Linked DNA regions of Zea mays: all the other regions are linked to region 3. A link is a contact called in public Hi-C data. All regions are on one chromosome and are shown on one strand. The core of a region is the stretch at or near the end of the contact, and the rest is flanking DNA. Distances in the headings are between cores, read along the strand shown.

What was found. Hi-C and Micro-C count contacts between places; a contact is called where the count stands out from the background.
Region 1: a contact with region 3 is called in a Hi-C map of ear, with 2.1 times the contacts expected there. The contact joins the promoter of LOC100381614 here to the promoter of LOC103646603 in region 3. A contact is called at or near these places in 3 of 25 Hi-C or Micro-C datasets (ear, leaf and tassel).
Region 2: a contact with region 3 is called in a Hi-C map of tassel, with 4 times the contacts expected there. The contact joins the enhancer-like site here to the promoter of LOC103646603 in region 3. A contact is called at or near these places in 4 of 25 Hi-C or Micro-C datasets (ear, endosperm, leaf and 1 more).

Annotation. Positions count from the first base shown.
Region 1 is chr6:42,075,781-42,080,533 of Zm-B73-REFERENCE-NAM-5.0, forward strand. It overlaps LOC100381614, which reads right to left and starts at 1,477. Exons shown (of 6, transcript NM_001174432.1): 1 at 1,336-1,477; 2 at 1,146-1,234; 3 at 736-828; 4 at 1-612. The coding sequence starts at 1,441.
Region 2 is chr6:41,287,321-41,292,284 of Zm-B73-REFERENCE-NAM-5.0, forward strand. It overlaps the pseudogene LOC103638136. Among protein-coding and RNA genes, the nearest start is that of LOC103630984, 64 kb to the right of the region's middle. Within about 2 kb of position 2,926, at least 20 of the 20 cell types and tissues checked have an H3K27ac peak or open chromatin away from gene starts, as enhancers often do. A contact at or near this core is called in ear, endosperm, leaf and 1 more, where this site is marked.
Region 3 is chr6:41,732,207-41,737,216 of Zm-B73-REFERENCE-NAM-5.0, forward strand. It overlaps LOC103646603 (putative receptor-like protein kinase), which reads right to left and starts at 2,919. Exons shown (of 5, transcript XR_004850110.1): 1 at 2,627-2,919; 2 at 2,305-2,398.

The DNA.
Region 1 (4,753 bases), core at 227-2,726, 340 kb after region 3:
TTCTTTCTCAAACGGTTGTGCAGCAGCAGCAGCAGCAGCATTGCTGGTATAAGAAGAGCACTGCAACCCACTGTGGCTAAGGATGTGTCCTGAGAATCCTGACACTGCAGTCCTGTTCTCCTGAAGGATTTCAAGGAAAACATCCCTTTTGGAGTGCAGTACCTCGAGTGCTTCGCTGAACTCCTTAGAGTTCATATTCCCTTCGCCAGTGGCAAGGCGCTTAACATCCAAGAACTTTTGCCTCACAAATTCAAGATCAGCTTCAATGTTTGTCAGATATGGCTCCTGATTTCCAGGCTGCAGCGGCCCATGCATCGCCATGTTCTCCATCTCTGTTACCTCGAAAACATCGTTAAATGCTGGCAGCTCATCAGAACTGGTGTTACATGCCTGATCCCCAGACGAAGCGCTGTCCACGCCTCGAGCAACTCCTGACAAGTGTCGCCGGTTACCCCGGGTGTCACTCTGGCAGCGGTCAAGAGATTTCTTGGGGCGAGGCACGGTGTCTAGGCCCATCAGCCTGCCAACAATACCAGGCGAGCAATGGGTGAACTCCACCTGCTTCGGCGTGTCTTTCTTCGCAGGGACAGCGCTTGGCTTGTTGGAGAGGCCCTGCAAAACATAGAGAAAGAGAGAGCACGGACAGGGGTTTCAACAAGCAGTTCACTAATCAGACGTATTTTAACTGCGTTCGAAGTGCATTTGTGGACAGCAGTGTAGCGCTGCATCATGTACCTCTCTTGAATTGTTTTCGCCCCTCGGCTCATCCACCGGCAGCAGCGACGGCGGCGTCATTGCCTTCTTTGCCCTTTTGAACTCAAACGTGAACTGGTGCAACAATATAACAGTAGTTGATAAGAAATCGAGGTAGACAATCGTGCCAAATCAATGACGAGGAAGACAAGTGAAACTCGGGGGTTTTTTTTAAAGAAAAGCTCTAGTCCAATGACAAATAATAAAATATTCTCTTTTTCAAAACCCACGAAACATAATTAATTAACAAAGCACATGTTTCTAAATTGGAGAGGGGCGATTTAAACATGCACAAGCAGCAGCAGCAGCAGCTGTAGTAACCAAAAACCTTGGTGAAGAAGAGTGACAGGAAGAGATGGGGACATCCGGACTGGTGGTGGTGGTCTACTCACCGATGTCTCTTCCACGGAAGACATCACCGGAGCTTCCAACGCCGACTGCTCCTTCGATTCGTGGGAAGCCGAAGCGACAGCCCCGCTCGCTGCGCAATCACGGCACGGAGAAAACCAGACCAAAAAAGGCTCTGTGGTTAGACGCAGAAATGCGAAAACGGAGAGGCGAGCTCGGCCCGTGCTCGCTCACCTCGGCGCGACGGAGTGGGCGGGGACGGCGCCCGCTGGCGGGAGTGAGAGTGGGAGCTGGGGCGCCGTGGCTTCGCCGGTGCTCGCGACCCACCGCCGTGCAGCATCGCTTCCGCCTCCGCTTCTCCTGTCTGCTCCTCTAGGCTCTGCCGGAGACCTTGCGTCTCACTCTCCCCTGACGAATTCAGATCTTGAACTGTGGGGTACCGGGGAGGTGGGGGCCCACGTGGAAGCAGCGACGGTGCGGGCCCCGCGAGGGCCGCCACGTCCACCTCTCTGCACTTGGGCCACAACGCGAAGCGGGGCATGGTGTCAGTGAGAGTGCGGCGGCGCAGGGCGCGTGCAAGGGGGTGGTGGGCTGTACGGGCGCGTGGTCGAGCCAAGTTCGAAAAGGTTCGCGGTGGGTGGGGCACGAGGCGTGAGGGACCAGGGAGGAGATGGGGCCCGGCGCTCAGAGACTCTCCTCTTCCTCACGTGCTCGCCGTGACGAGGACGAGAGACCGAGAGAGCATCCGAGAAAGAAGGTCGCTAGCTTAGCTTCCACTGTGCGGTGGTGTGGCAATGGATCTTCTGCGGCGCTGTTCGTGGAGCGTGGACTCGAGGCTATCTATCTATACTTCTATAGGCGAGTGGTAGGGTAATCTAGTACTACGGGTTGTCATTGATAGAGAGATGTTACTCAGATATGCTTAGATATATACTTTATCAATTGTCAAGAGGAAATATAATGAAAGGTTTACTGTTAGGGGGCTGGCTTATTTAATGTTCATTTCATTTTTTTCTTTAGAAAAATATCTCTTGCAATAACTTATACGGCATCTTTCTGCTTGAAAACCAATCTTTCTATCTCCTACAATTAATAGCCGCGCTCGATCACTTGGGTTTGGGATTGAAATTTAAAGTGAAATTAGGAAAGGAGACTGTTGAACTGGACGCCGGCGACTATAGTCCCAACAAAACAGATTTCGGTGTTATTGATTCAAATATTATTAACTGAAAAAGATGGAAAGATAGATATAGATATTGTTTTAGATATAAAACTAATCGAAATAGATACAGAGCTATGTATTGATATCCTCTACACTTCAAAGGATATGTGTGTGCCCGTGTGCGTACTGAAAACATCTTAGCACTCTATGGTTTCAGTTATTAAAGTTAAAAAAATGTTATTTGTGAACATTATGTGTTTTGTAGAGTCAAAATAAAGTTAGGTCATGGCAAAGACGATTGTTTGGGAAATCTATTGTTTTCATGTCCCTGATTTATGGATTTTTGTTTTGGTTTTCGAACGATGGAAAATTAGGGTAAGCATACTCTAGTTGAAGTGGGAGATGAGCACCAAGTTCAATACGACTGATTTGGGGTTATTGTGTTTTTCTCTTGGTATTAAGATGCGTCAACGACATCAAACTATCCTATACACCATGTGCACAAGGTTCTAAAGCATCAGGGTATTGAATTTTGGAACCCAAACCTATGAAGTTGTTATATTCTAGTACAACAACCACGGTGGATGCTACTATATACTAGGGCCTTCTCGTAAGTATCTGGTCACTGGCGGATGTGCGACCGGGGGCTGCCGCCTCGGTCGTGGCCCATTAGAAACAGTAGTATATGGTAAATTTGGCCCACAAAAATCTAAAAAGTTAGATCACACTCTGGCAGCACCTCTCCGCACGCGCCCAGCCGCCGCTGACCGTTCTTCACCCCTTCGCACTGCACGTCCGCGCTACGCCCATGGCTCATCCCGCACGCGCTGCGGCACATCGGCAGTGTAGCCTGCGCCCTCGGCTCCTCCTGTCCTCTCCCACACCGGTCGTCGCCCTCAGTCCCGCTCCCTCACTCCATCAGGATCAGGACTCAGGCAGGTGCCGCCTCCCCCATTGGCTGCTCGCCTGCTCGGTGCTTGTTGGCTGCTCCGTGGAGTGGAGGCGTTGGGTGTGAGCGTGTTATACACCTCGTGAAGCCTCTTTGTCCCTACTGATTGCTGAAGACTGAACCAATGAATCCTACTGCACAGCTTCTGCTGCTAGTTTGCTATGTGTCTGGGGCTGCTAGAGCTACTGTGCTAGGTAAGAAGGTGAGATTATTTGGTATTTTGGTTTAATCAATTATCTGCTTGGTTAGTAGGTTAGTTGATAAAATTAAATTTTATGTTTATAGGGATAGGATGGATATATTCCTTATCAAGAATCAGAACAATATTTATTAATTATTTATTATTATATTTGTAGAATTTGTGTCGACTTATTTAGGCTACATGCCTTTTGAGTATTTAAGTTTTATCTTGCTACTTGTGTTATATTAACATCAATTAGATTGTTTTTAAAAAAATTTTATAGCTTTAGTTTAGTAACCTCCCTCATGATCTGTTTCTCGATCCGCCCACTGTATCTGGTACTTGGTGTATACCTGATTGAAACTCTGTGTTTAATTTTGGTAGTTAAGGCTAGGCCTGGGCAAAAAGAACCGGAACCGAGGAACCGAACCGAAATAACCGAGAACCGAAACTGAACTAACCGAACCGAAGGAACCGTTATGAAATTCGGTTCTGGTTTTTTGAGAACCGAAATAAATGGGATATTTTCGGTTCTGCACTCCAAAGAACCGAAATAACCGAAAAAACCAAAAGTATTAGATTCAATTTGTTACATGTGTTTGTAACTTTTGATGTTGTTTTATCGACTTATGTTGAACCTCTAATCATCCATGTATTATCTATGAAATTATGGTCATTGTGCACTTGTGGTTGTTTGTGGGGAGATGTTGCCGAAATTTCTCACAAAAGTTGTTGTTATTCAGAATTTTAGAGTAGTTGTTCCAGTTCGGTTAGAACCGAGGAACCGAACCGAAGAACCGACAACCGAACTAGTCGGTTCTGGTTTCTTTATCTTGCTATTTCGGTTCTAGTTTTTGAAGAACCGAATTTCTACAAGAACCGAGGAACCGAATGCCCAGTCCTAGTTTAAGGCAGCTAGTGAACTACCTATTTTTTAAGTATCGAGAATGAGATAGATTAAAGTCCATAAAGATGATCAAGTGAAATGATTGACAAAAATCCAGGAACGAGGTGTCTGAAATTGTTGGATCTCGGGAGGTCATTGATGCTACAGAAGTGGAGACATGCAGGAAAATGTAAAAGCAAAATGCAAGGCAAATATATAGATTGTGTCATTTTATTTTAATGGTTAAGATGCAATAGAGTGTGTGAATGAATTTAGGAAAAGTACTCGTATTATTAAGATAGTGTTTGGTTGAAGAGCAAAGTAGAACGGAACCGTTATGTCCCAGTTTTGTTGTTGTTTGGTTACAAAGTAACTAGAACGGAGTGGCTCCAATTAGGTAGTGTTTGGTTGAAGAGCCAAGTAGAACGGAGCCGTTCTGTCCCAGTTTTGTTGTTGTTTGGTTACAAAGTAACT
Region 2 (4,964 bases), core at 1,676-4,175, 440 kb before region 3:
TTCAACCAAGAAATTAAGTGTGATTATATTACTAACAATCTAGCGGAGTGTTTCAACAATTGGATTAGAGAGTACAGTAGAGACATAAAGAACTTGCCAGTGACTGATCTTGTTGATAAGGGAAATGATAATGATTCTATGGGAGAAGATGAGAAAAATTGGAGAACGACTTCAAGGCAAGATACTAACAGCTGTCCTACACCAATTGAATGCAAGAACTAGAGGGTTGGGACACTTAAATGTTGTGAAAGCTGACTTACATGATGCAGAGGTGTACAACAGCAGCCACAATCATCATGATCGACATGCTATCAAGGCACATTTACATGACTGTACTTGTGAAGAGTAGCAACATACGGGCAAGCCTTGCGAGCATGTATTGGCCTTGCTAGCCGCAGTAAAAAACAGAAATGTGAAGCTTGAGGATTTGTTCATGAATACTACTCTGTTGCAAAGTTCAGAGAGGCATATAAAAGATTGATAGAGCCACTGCCTGACAAGTCACAATGGCCCACAGTAGAACTTTCATTTGATATGGGTGCACCAATTTGCAAAATAACTGTTGGCAGACAGAGAAAGTTGAGGTTCAAAAGTTTCCTTGAAGGCGGCAACAGTTCAGAGACAAAACATGATGAAGGTGGCAGCAGTTCAAAGGCAAAACCAACTGAACAAGAAAAGCCCAAAACGATGATAAGAGGAAACGTAGGTGCAAAAGATGTGGCACATTGGGTCACACAGAAGTTAGTTACAAATGACCACTCAATGGTACAAAGAAAAGGAAGAGAAAGCCTAGGAAGAATAGTACTAAATCAAGTGGTAAAAGTCAGATGGCAACACCTTATAGGCCAATAACAACTAGGGAAACCATAATTCAAGAGCGCCCTGGAGCAACAATGAAAGGAGGTAATTCCAAAAATTTTACAAGCACACTCTAGTTTGAAATATGTTCTTTTTCAATACCATTAACAATGTTTTTGTGCAGGCGACTTGCTGCTCTGTTAGAAAGCAATTCTTCTCAGACCACTATGCCTACTTCAACTCCAACCAAGATAACAACGCCAACCAAGAAGACAGTTCAAAAGAAACTGACCCCAAGGAAGAAAAAAAATAACTCTTAGGATTCTATTTGTGGTTGTAGTCCTAAACTGAAATATTTGTGGTTGTAGTGCTAAACTGTGTCACATGTTTAATTGTGCAGTTTGTTTTGGATTCTATAGTCCTAAACTGAGATATTTTGTGGCTGATATATTCAGTATGGGTGCTTGTCTTAAAGATGTGTGCTTGTCTTAAACATGTATGGGTGTTGTGCATATATATCTTGTAAGGATTTGTTCACCACGCATCAAGGTTCATGGCACAGGAGATTGGTGTCAGCAGTATGGAGAACAAGCATGATGCCAAAACTGATGCCGGTTACCTGGAATGAGGCATGATGGCATAAGAACAGCAAGTGATTGATATTGGCACTTCAGCGTGGTCACGATCGACGGTGGCAATGCAGCGAAGCCACCTTTCCAAGGTAGTGATCTTGCAAATTTCTCGTCCAGAACTTTGTATGCCCGGCCAATCATCGGACCACCGCGCGCTCATGCAACACGCCACGTCGGTCCTCCTCGGCCTTGTCAAACACGACAAACGGTACAGTCCCTACCCACACGCCGGGGCAGTGGTAGGCCTGACGGCAAAGGGTGTGTGCCACCTGGTTCCCCTCCCGGTACACATGCCTCACATCGCATCCTTCAAAACAGCGAAGCAGCTCGTGGATCTCCTCCTGCAGCGCCACGGGGATCCGTGTCTGCGTGTCCTCGCTGCGGAGCAGCCGCACAAGCACGAGATCGTCGCCCTCGACCACCACCCGCTGCAGGTTAAGCCCAAGCGCCAGGCAAAGGCCTCGAGCCATCGCGCGCGCCTCCACTATGCCCACCGTGGAGTGCTCCGTGGGCTCAGCGAATGCGAGCACGACACGACCGTCGCTGTCACGGATGGCGCCACCAATACTGGCTCGCGCTGAGCCATCATGGTAGACGGATCCATCAAAGTTGAGCTTGTACCAACCACGAGGTGGCGGCGACCATTGTACTAGGATGACGCGGCCAGGATGGTACGGACGTGCCCACGGAGAGAGCTGCGATGCATGGTGGTATAGATTGGGGTCGTTGGGTGCCGCCATCGATGCTAGGGAGCACACCATGCTATCAGATCAACTAACTGTTCGTGCAGTGTATCGCGTATGTAGTGCAACACGCAGGGGCGGCGGGGTGAAACAGTAGCTTACCGGTCGCCGCTCCGGCGTCCAACGTCCACCCCTCTGGGTCTCTGTGGGGTCTGCCTCCGCCACACGCCCACACGATCTACAAGTACACTAGTTCTCTTTGGGGTCAGCCTCCACCTCCGCGCACACAAACTATGCGTAATGGATTAAGAGCAGAGGAGACCGAATCTCAACTAAGATTAGTGAGAAACGTGGCAAGAAGAACACAGATCGGATCTTTATGGAACCCTAAATCCCCAGATTCGAGCCCCGAATCCCCAAATCGGAAATCAACAGCCATCTTGAGATGGGGATTAGAACAAGGGAGCAAGAAAGGAGAACGCACCGTGGTCTTGCCGTCGGTAGTTCACAGTTCGCAACCCTCAGGCCGACGCCGTACCTCCTTGCAAGTGCAGAAGCACCGCCGAGGATCTCACCGACGGCGGCGCCCTCGCAGGAAAGCGCTCGCCGGCGGGGAGTTCGACGACAGCGCAACAATGGACGCCGGATCAGTCCTCCACCTCGCCGGTGAACAGAAGCGACGAGAGTGGTAGGGTTTCAGGCGAGAGGCGCACGGCTGAGAGAAATGGGGAAAGTGGGTAGGGTTTGTGATAAATGGATAAACAGTGATCCGTGTATTCTTGCCCGTCGATCCTTATCCCCGTGGCGATGCGGGGGGGCGCGGTTTTGGTGGGCCGACATCTCGGCCCGGGCGCACGGGCCGCACCGCCTGGACCGGCACAGAGACGGGCCAAAAGGCCGACAGAGGCCAAGTAGCCCATTTTTATTTCCAGCGAATTAAGAATTGGTCTTTTCTTTATTTCGGCAGATTGAATAAAAATAAAATAAAAGGTTATAAAAATTAGAAAATACTTTTATGAGATTTAGAATTTTGCAAATAATATCTTGGAATATTTTGTTTTCGCTGCATAGTTTAGATATTTTCTATGCATTATTATTCATTATGAAGCCAACGTGGATTATTTCTATTTAATTACATAGAAATTTCGAGATTTTATGGTATTTTGAATGTTTGACAACGTTTAATATTTTATAAATATTTTATACCAAATTTAGAACAGTATTATATTTTATACTAGGTGTATGCCAGTCCTTTGCCACGGAGTCAACATGTATTAATAAAATACATTAAGATGCAGAAGCACTATTTTATCGTTCTATGCTCTCGTTATTAAAATGTCCGTATGTTTAGAGTTGTACTCGGATGCTTCGTCTAGCTGACGAAGATGACAGATGGGTCGCAGCACTCGTCGATCAAGCAGTAGGAGCACAACGCGACCAGACTGTAGATTAATCAATTAGATGACGCATGTGCAAGAGCAGAAGTCTACGTCGTCACTTGGGAAATCAGAGAGACAGAGCCAACAATAAGCTTATGGCAGAGGAATGATAGGATCAGAGAGACATAGGTGTACCAACAAATGAAAAGGGATATGTCAGCACCGGATCGACCAAGCGATTCTATTCATTTCTTCACATGGATTAGATCAGATTGACAAGGACAATGGGTCAAGACGAGAGGCGGGAGAGGACAAGTCCTACAGGGACGCACTCGGACCCGAGTTTCACTATCTAGGTTCTTGGGAAGCAGAGCACGTCAGCGAAGGGGAGGGCCAGGTCGTGGATGCAGCTATTGACGAAATTGACAAGGACTAGGGATGAGGACACATAGTCGGCGTCCGACGAGGAGGGCATGGTGGAGACGAGGAGCCGGCCGAGAAGCTTGGCGATCTCCTTCTTTGTTGTTGTGCGCTAGAGGCTGGAGTGGGGAGCCGGCACCGGAAGACGCGGCGCGGCACGGGGACTCACTGAGATAGGCATGCAACTAGGGTTTGGTTGTCCAGTTGGTCGGGCCTGGGATGCGTGTATGTGGATGTGAGACCTTGGACTGCAGGTCGCGCCGCCTCCTTCGCCCATGCCGCGGCCTCGTCGTGCGGAGGCAGCCATTGTCGTGGCCTAGTCGTGCAGGGGAAGCCTAGTCCGCGAGGGATTAGGGAAGCGCGCGGGTGTTGGTGAGAGCACCTAGACGGGGGAATAGGTGATCCTGTAAAAATCAAATACTTATAGCCACAAAACTTGGTTAAGTGTTAGTATGGCTACGAAGCAAGCTCTTGCTAACACAAGATATCACAGAAAAGCAATCACAAGAGACACGGTGGTTTTATCCCGTGGTTCGGCCAAGTATAACACTTGCCTACTCCACGTTGTGGCGTCCCAATGGACGAGGGTTGCACTCAACCCCTTTCAAGTGATCCAGTGATCAACTTGAATACCACGGGTTTTCCTTTCTTATGCCTTGAAAGTCGCCTAGAGGGGGTGAATAGGGCGAATCGGAAATTTATAAACTTAAGCACAACTACAAGCCGGGTTAGCGTTAGAAATATGAACGAGTCCGAGAGAGAGGGCAAAAACAAATCGCAAGCAAATAAAGAGTGAGACATAAGGATTTGTTTTACCGAGGTTCGGTTCTTGCAAACCTACTCCCCGTTGAGGTGGTCACAAAGACCGGGTCTCTTTCAACCCTTTCCCTCTCTGAAACGGTCACTTAGACCGAGTGAGCTTCTCTTCTCAATCAAACGGGACACAAAGTCCCCGCAAGGACCACCACACAATTGGTGTCTCTTGCTTCGGTTACAATAGAGTTGATCACAAGAAAGAATGAGAGAGAAAAGAAGCAAACCAAGCGCAAGAG
Region 3 (5,010 bases), core at 1,669-4,168:
GCGATTACAACACCAAGGCTATATATATCCAACTTTTTTGAAACCTGTCCACTAAAGAATTCTGGTGCCAAATATCCACTGCATGAATTTCGAAACTTGATAAATGCGAAGAAAGTTTGCAACAATCCATGCCTAGTCAAATGAATAGAGAGGAACTTCATCGAAGGACAAGCTAGCTTACACGGATCCAACTAGTGTTGACGTCATAGTTCGACTTTGCATTTCTTCGAAACACCTTGAGAGACCAAAATCAGATATTTTCGGGACCATGTTATCGTTGAGCAGTATATTGGGAGGCTTGAGATCCAAGTGAACAATATTGTTCTCGTGAAGATATTGTAGGCCCTCACAAATTCCTTTGATAATTTTAAAGCGTTTATTCCACTCTAGGCCACCAGACGCATCTGTAGAAGCAACAAAATTAATCAAAGGATCCCTAGTTTATAGTAATGCTATTATACATCCAGGACACATGGACAAGACTATCAACAACCAAAAGGAAATAGAGATGGAAAGAAACATAACAACACACCACACTATCATACCATTGATATACTTTTCAAGGCTTCCATTAGGAAGGTATTCAAAGCAGAGAAACCTCTGTCTCTCATCTGCCAGGATAAGCTTTCCCTTGTAGCTTTCCATTTTCCCCTGTGTATCAGCACAGTAACCCAGAAACCGCACTATATTTTTGTGTCTCACCCTCATCAGACAACTAACCTCCTTTTGAAATTGACTATCATCCATACAAATTGTATTCAGTAGCTTCTTCACGGCTACGGTTCCACCTCTTTTAAGCAGTCCCTACAGTCATAGGTAACAGCATTTTCCTTGCCAGCATGAAAGCAGGAGTTTTCTACAGAAACAATGACTAAATCGAGAGGGCAGATGAGAGTTTCTTATACCTTGTAAACCACTGCGAACCCGCCAGTGCCGATTTCCAGAGTATCAGAGAAGTTTTTCGTGATCGCCTTTAGAAATGACATTGGCACGTAAATCGGCTTGAATTCTTTTTCATTTTTAAGAAGCACTTCATGGTCGCATTTAGACGTGATCTCCAAGTGGTCGTGTATCTTGTCTTCAGAGTCCATCTATAAACAAATGTGTCCGTACCCTTCAGACAATTACGCGAGACCAGTGCGTGTGCATGTGATCAGTGAAGAAGTTACAGGAACAAAACAAAGAAGGAAAGGATTCGCATAAACGGATTGTTGATGTTCTAGATGAGATTGAGAGTGAAATATATTCTTAGTCGAGGAGGATTGAGCACACACAAACCACAAAACTAATGAATCTGGTCCCAAATCATCATGTGGATGTTTTTGAATTTTATCACTTTAACTTTATACTTGTTGACTCCGATCAGAGCCGGGATCTTGATTAGGGTAATGGACTGTTATGAGCTTCCCCCCCTTGGTAAGCTCGTAACCTGGTCTCCTAGTGTCTCTCAAGGCGGAGTGAAGAGAAAGATGAGAGTAGCGCAAGGTGTAGGGGCGTCGATCACCCAGATCACCAGCGCGGCTGTGCCGGCGCTGTGCCCAGCAGATTATAGATGTACACAAAGCCCGAAGCACGAAAGACCGGCACGAAGCACGTTATTTGGTCTGGTACGAGCCCAGACCGGCCCAGCACAAATAAGCGGGCCAGGCTCGGACAGGAAACTAAGCCCGATGAACTAGCCCGGCACGGTCCGTTTACCTCTAAGCCCGTCAAATCCGTTTTTTACACTAAACCGTGCTTACTGGGCTGTCCCGGCCCGTTTAGGCCCGCATCGAGCCAGGCTCAGACAGAAAAACGAGCCCGCGGGTTTGGATGGCCCGACCCGATTTTCTAACCGGGCCCAAAACGGGCAGGGCTTCACCGAGCACGGGCCGGGCTTCATCGGACACGGGCCGGACGGACCGTTTGGCCATCTCTAGCCAAGATGATCATATGTGATCCCGCCCCAAACTGGGATATCTTATCTTATTCATTTGATGCCGAATACGAACTACAACCTGCGCCTTTATAGATGTAGGCAACTTATAGCTTAAGAAAACCATTTAATACTTTTAGGAAAACTAATCTGCTACTCCCTCGGTCCCAAAATATAGTTTGTTTTAGACTAATTACACATTCATTAAGTAACATATGAATGTAGTTTGCATGCATATCTATATTCATTATTATTTGATTTGAATGGATGTGGACAGATAAAATATAGCCTAGAAAGAACTATATTTTGGGACTAGGAAGTATTATTTTGAAACAAACTAAGGAAACTGAGTAACAATCATATCCCTGATTTATAGCCATGGCTGTTACCTGCCCCTTTCTCCTTATGCGCTGGCACCTCTTTCCTTGTCCATTTCTGTTGGCATCCGCTACAGCAGATCTAGCCACCCCTCCTCCTTGAATACTGGCGCCCCACAAAAAGTATATATAACATGGACTTAGTTTCCATACACAGTGAGAAAGAGACCACGGCTGTTAGTGATAATCTTCCAACATATGATTTCTGATTGGACTACATATGGATGCTCTATGTCTACTACTCAGCAATCATTACTCAGCACAACCACGAATGTCCAGCAGACCAGGTCACTCTGGAGCATTCGACAAACAGATAAGATAAGCTCACTCTCACCTGCTAAAAAAAAGGAGGGAGTCTCCAGAAATCAGAATCAGATGCCGCCGCCACCAGGCACTAAGCTTTCTTTGTCCACCACCACCATCTATTCAATCTTGGCGTTCCAACGCTGCGGGGGCGCGAATGGATTTGCTTTGCGCGCCGGTCAACCCTTGTTTGGAGCAAATGGCACGAGCTCTGGCAGCCCGTCCCCTCCCCAGATCCAGCTGTTTTCGCGTTCACCTTGCATTAAACAAATCAGCAACCGGATATTGTTTTCTTCTTCCAAGATCCAGCAACTGAAAACGCGTGTATCACAGCACGACTCCTCATTTTTGTCTTTATATTGACTCTCTATTTATCTTTTTTTTAAAAAAAATCACACTTTATATATAGTATCTTACTGCTCTAATTTGGTAAGTCACAGCAGCTAGCCAAGTTTATCTAGTGAGAGAGTCGATTTAAAGAGTAAGATAGTTTGACGAGTCAGATGGTTAATATGTTAAAGTGTTATTTTACTGTTGATTAGTTGAAATTTGGTTTAACGAGCCATTTGGCTAATCTAGTCTCTTAGAGATGATCTAAAAATGAATTAGTAGATTGGATTACGTTTATATACCAAGAACAAGAGTGAAGAGTCTGTTGATTAAGAACAAGAGTGAAGAGTCTGTTGATTGCGGTCCACGTGCTCCGGTCTAGCGCAGCGCAACCTCGGCGGAGACGAACGCACAACCTCAGAGGGGACGGACAACGCTCTTCAAGGTCGTTAGACTCGCTCCGATCAGCGGCGGCTCCCTTGCATGGGGGGCATTAACGTGGGTACTCTTAAGCACTTTTTAAGTTGCGATATGTGAAACACACCGTGCACGTCTTAGATAAGTTTTAAATGACCCTCAAGATGTACTCCCAAAAGAATTACTAGGTATGCCACCCGATCAAGATATAGTGTTCTCTATTGAGTTAAAGCATGACACCACACTTATTTCTAAAAGACCATATAGGATGGATGTTAAAGACTTAGGTGAGCTAAAGAAACAAATAGAATAGTTGCTAGAAAGGAGTTTTATCTGGCCTAGCTCATCACCTTGGGGATCCCCTGTTCTTTTTGTGGATAAATAGGATGGATCTAGAAGAATGTGCATGTCACACCCAGATTTAAGGAACAAAGCCGGGTGCATCTCATACATGCGCCAAAGAAGACAACATATATAATAACAGAGTGTATAGAGATAAATGTCACAATATAGTCAGAGTACTTATTACATAGCGGAAGTCTTACAAAATATAAATATAGATCGAACTAAAGTCCATCCTTGGCGCCAGAAAGTCAACTGGGAGACGCCACCTAGATCAAGTCAAACTCCTCGAGGTGTGGCTCCTCTTGAACCACCTGTTCTTCTCCTGTGGGGGTGTGAGACAGCAAGGGTGAGCTCACACATGATCATAGCTCAACAAGTTGTGGGGAAACCAGTGGGTATGAACTCACCAAAGGTGGGAGTTCATGTGATGTGTAAGGTTGATCAACAATAGGGGTTAAAGCTGAGCATTGCTTTTAATAAGTTGGTCAAATTTTATTAGCAGTTACTAAATGTAAGTAAATACCAAACCATAATAAATAATAGAACAAAATTAATAAATAATCACATGCAAATGCAAATGACAAAATTGAATTTAAGTTACATAAATTGATCATGTGAGTGTCCGAGTCGCTCATGACCGTGACCACGGCTAGTATACCAGTTTTACACTCTGCAGAGGTTGTACCCTGTACCCACAAGTCTTGTATCCCATGTCGCCAGGGTTTGCAAGGCCCTTAGACACTACCGAGGTGAATGGCTAGCGATCCACTACGAGGCCTTTACAAAGTTCCACTAGCTTCCGAAAACCCGCTACAGTTTATGGGAAGAGCACTTGCAAGAATCCCTCGTCTGACCGCCATCACATCAAAATCAACCCGAGAACCTCCCTACATGCAATCCCCTACTGCCCTTGCCCCTTTCGGGTAAGGTAGTCTTCCACTAGCTTTCCTAATTAGTCAGTCAAGGGCGTCCCATACCACCCTTGTGGTGGCACTGTTTTCTTGGGTGGTTCTCCATATTCGCATTAAAGATAATGATCTTATCATGAACATAAATAACATGGCAGAATAATAGGAACATGGATGTAATGAAATATTAAAAGAAAACCATATAAAGCAATAGCAACACTACCCAAGTGATTCAAGGGTAAATAAGGTAAAAAGGATAAACATACTAGGGTGACCTATTGGGTCCTATCAAAATTAAACTTATGCATGAATAATGATAATAAAGAACATTATTGGGTAATAGAATTGGTCAAGGGCACAACTTGCCTGGCACTTGAGATTCCAGTTACTAGGGTGATTCTTCAGATCGTCGTGA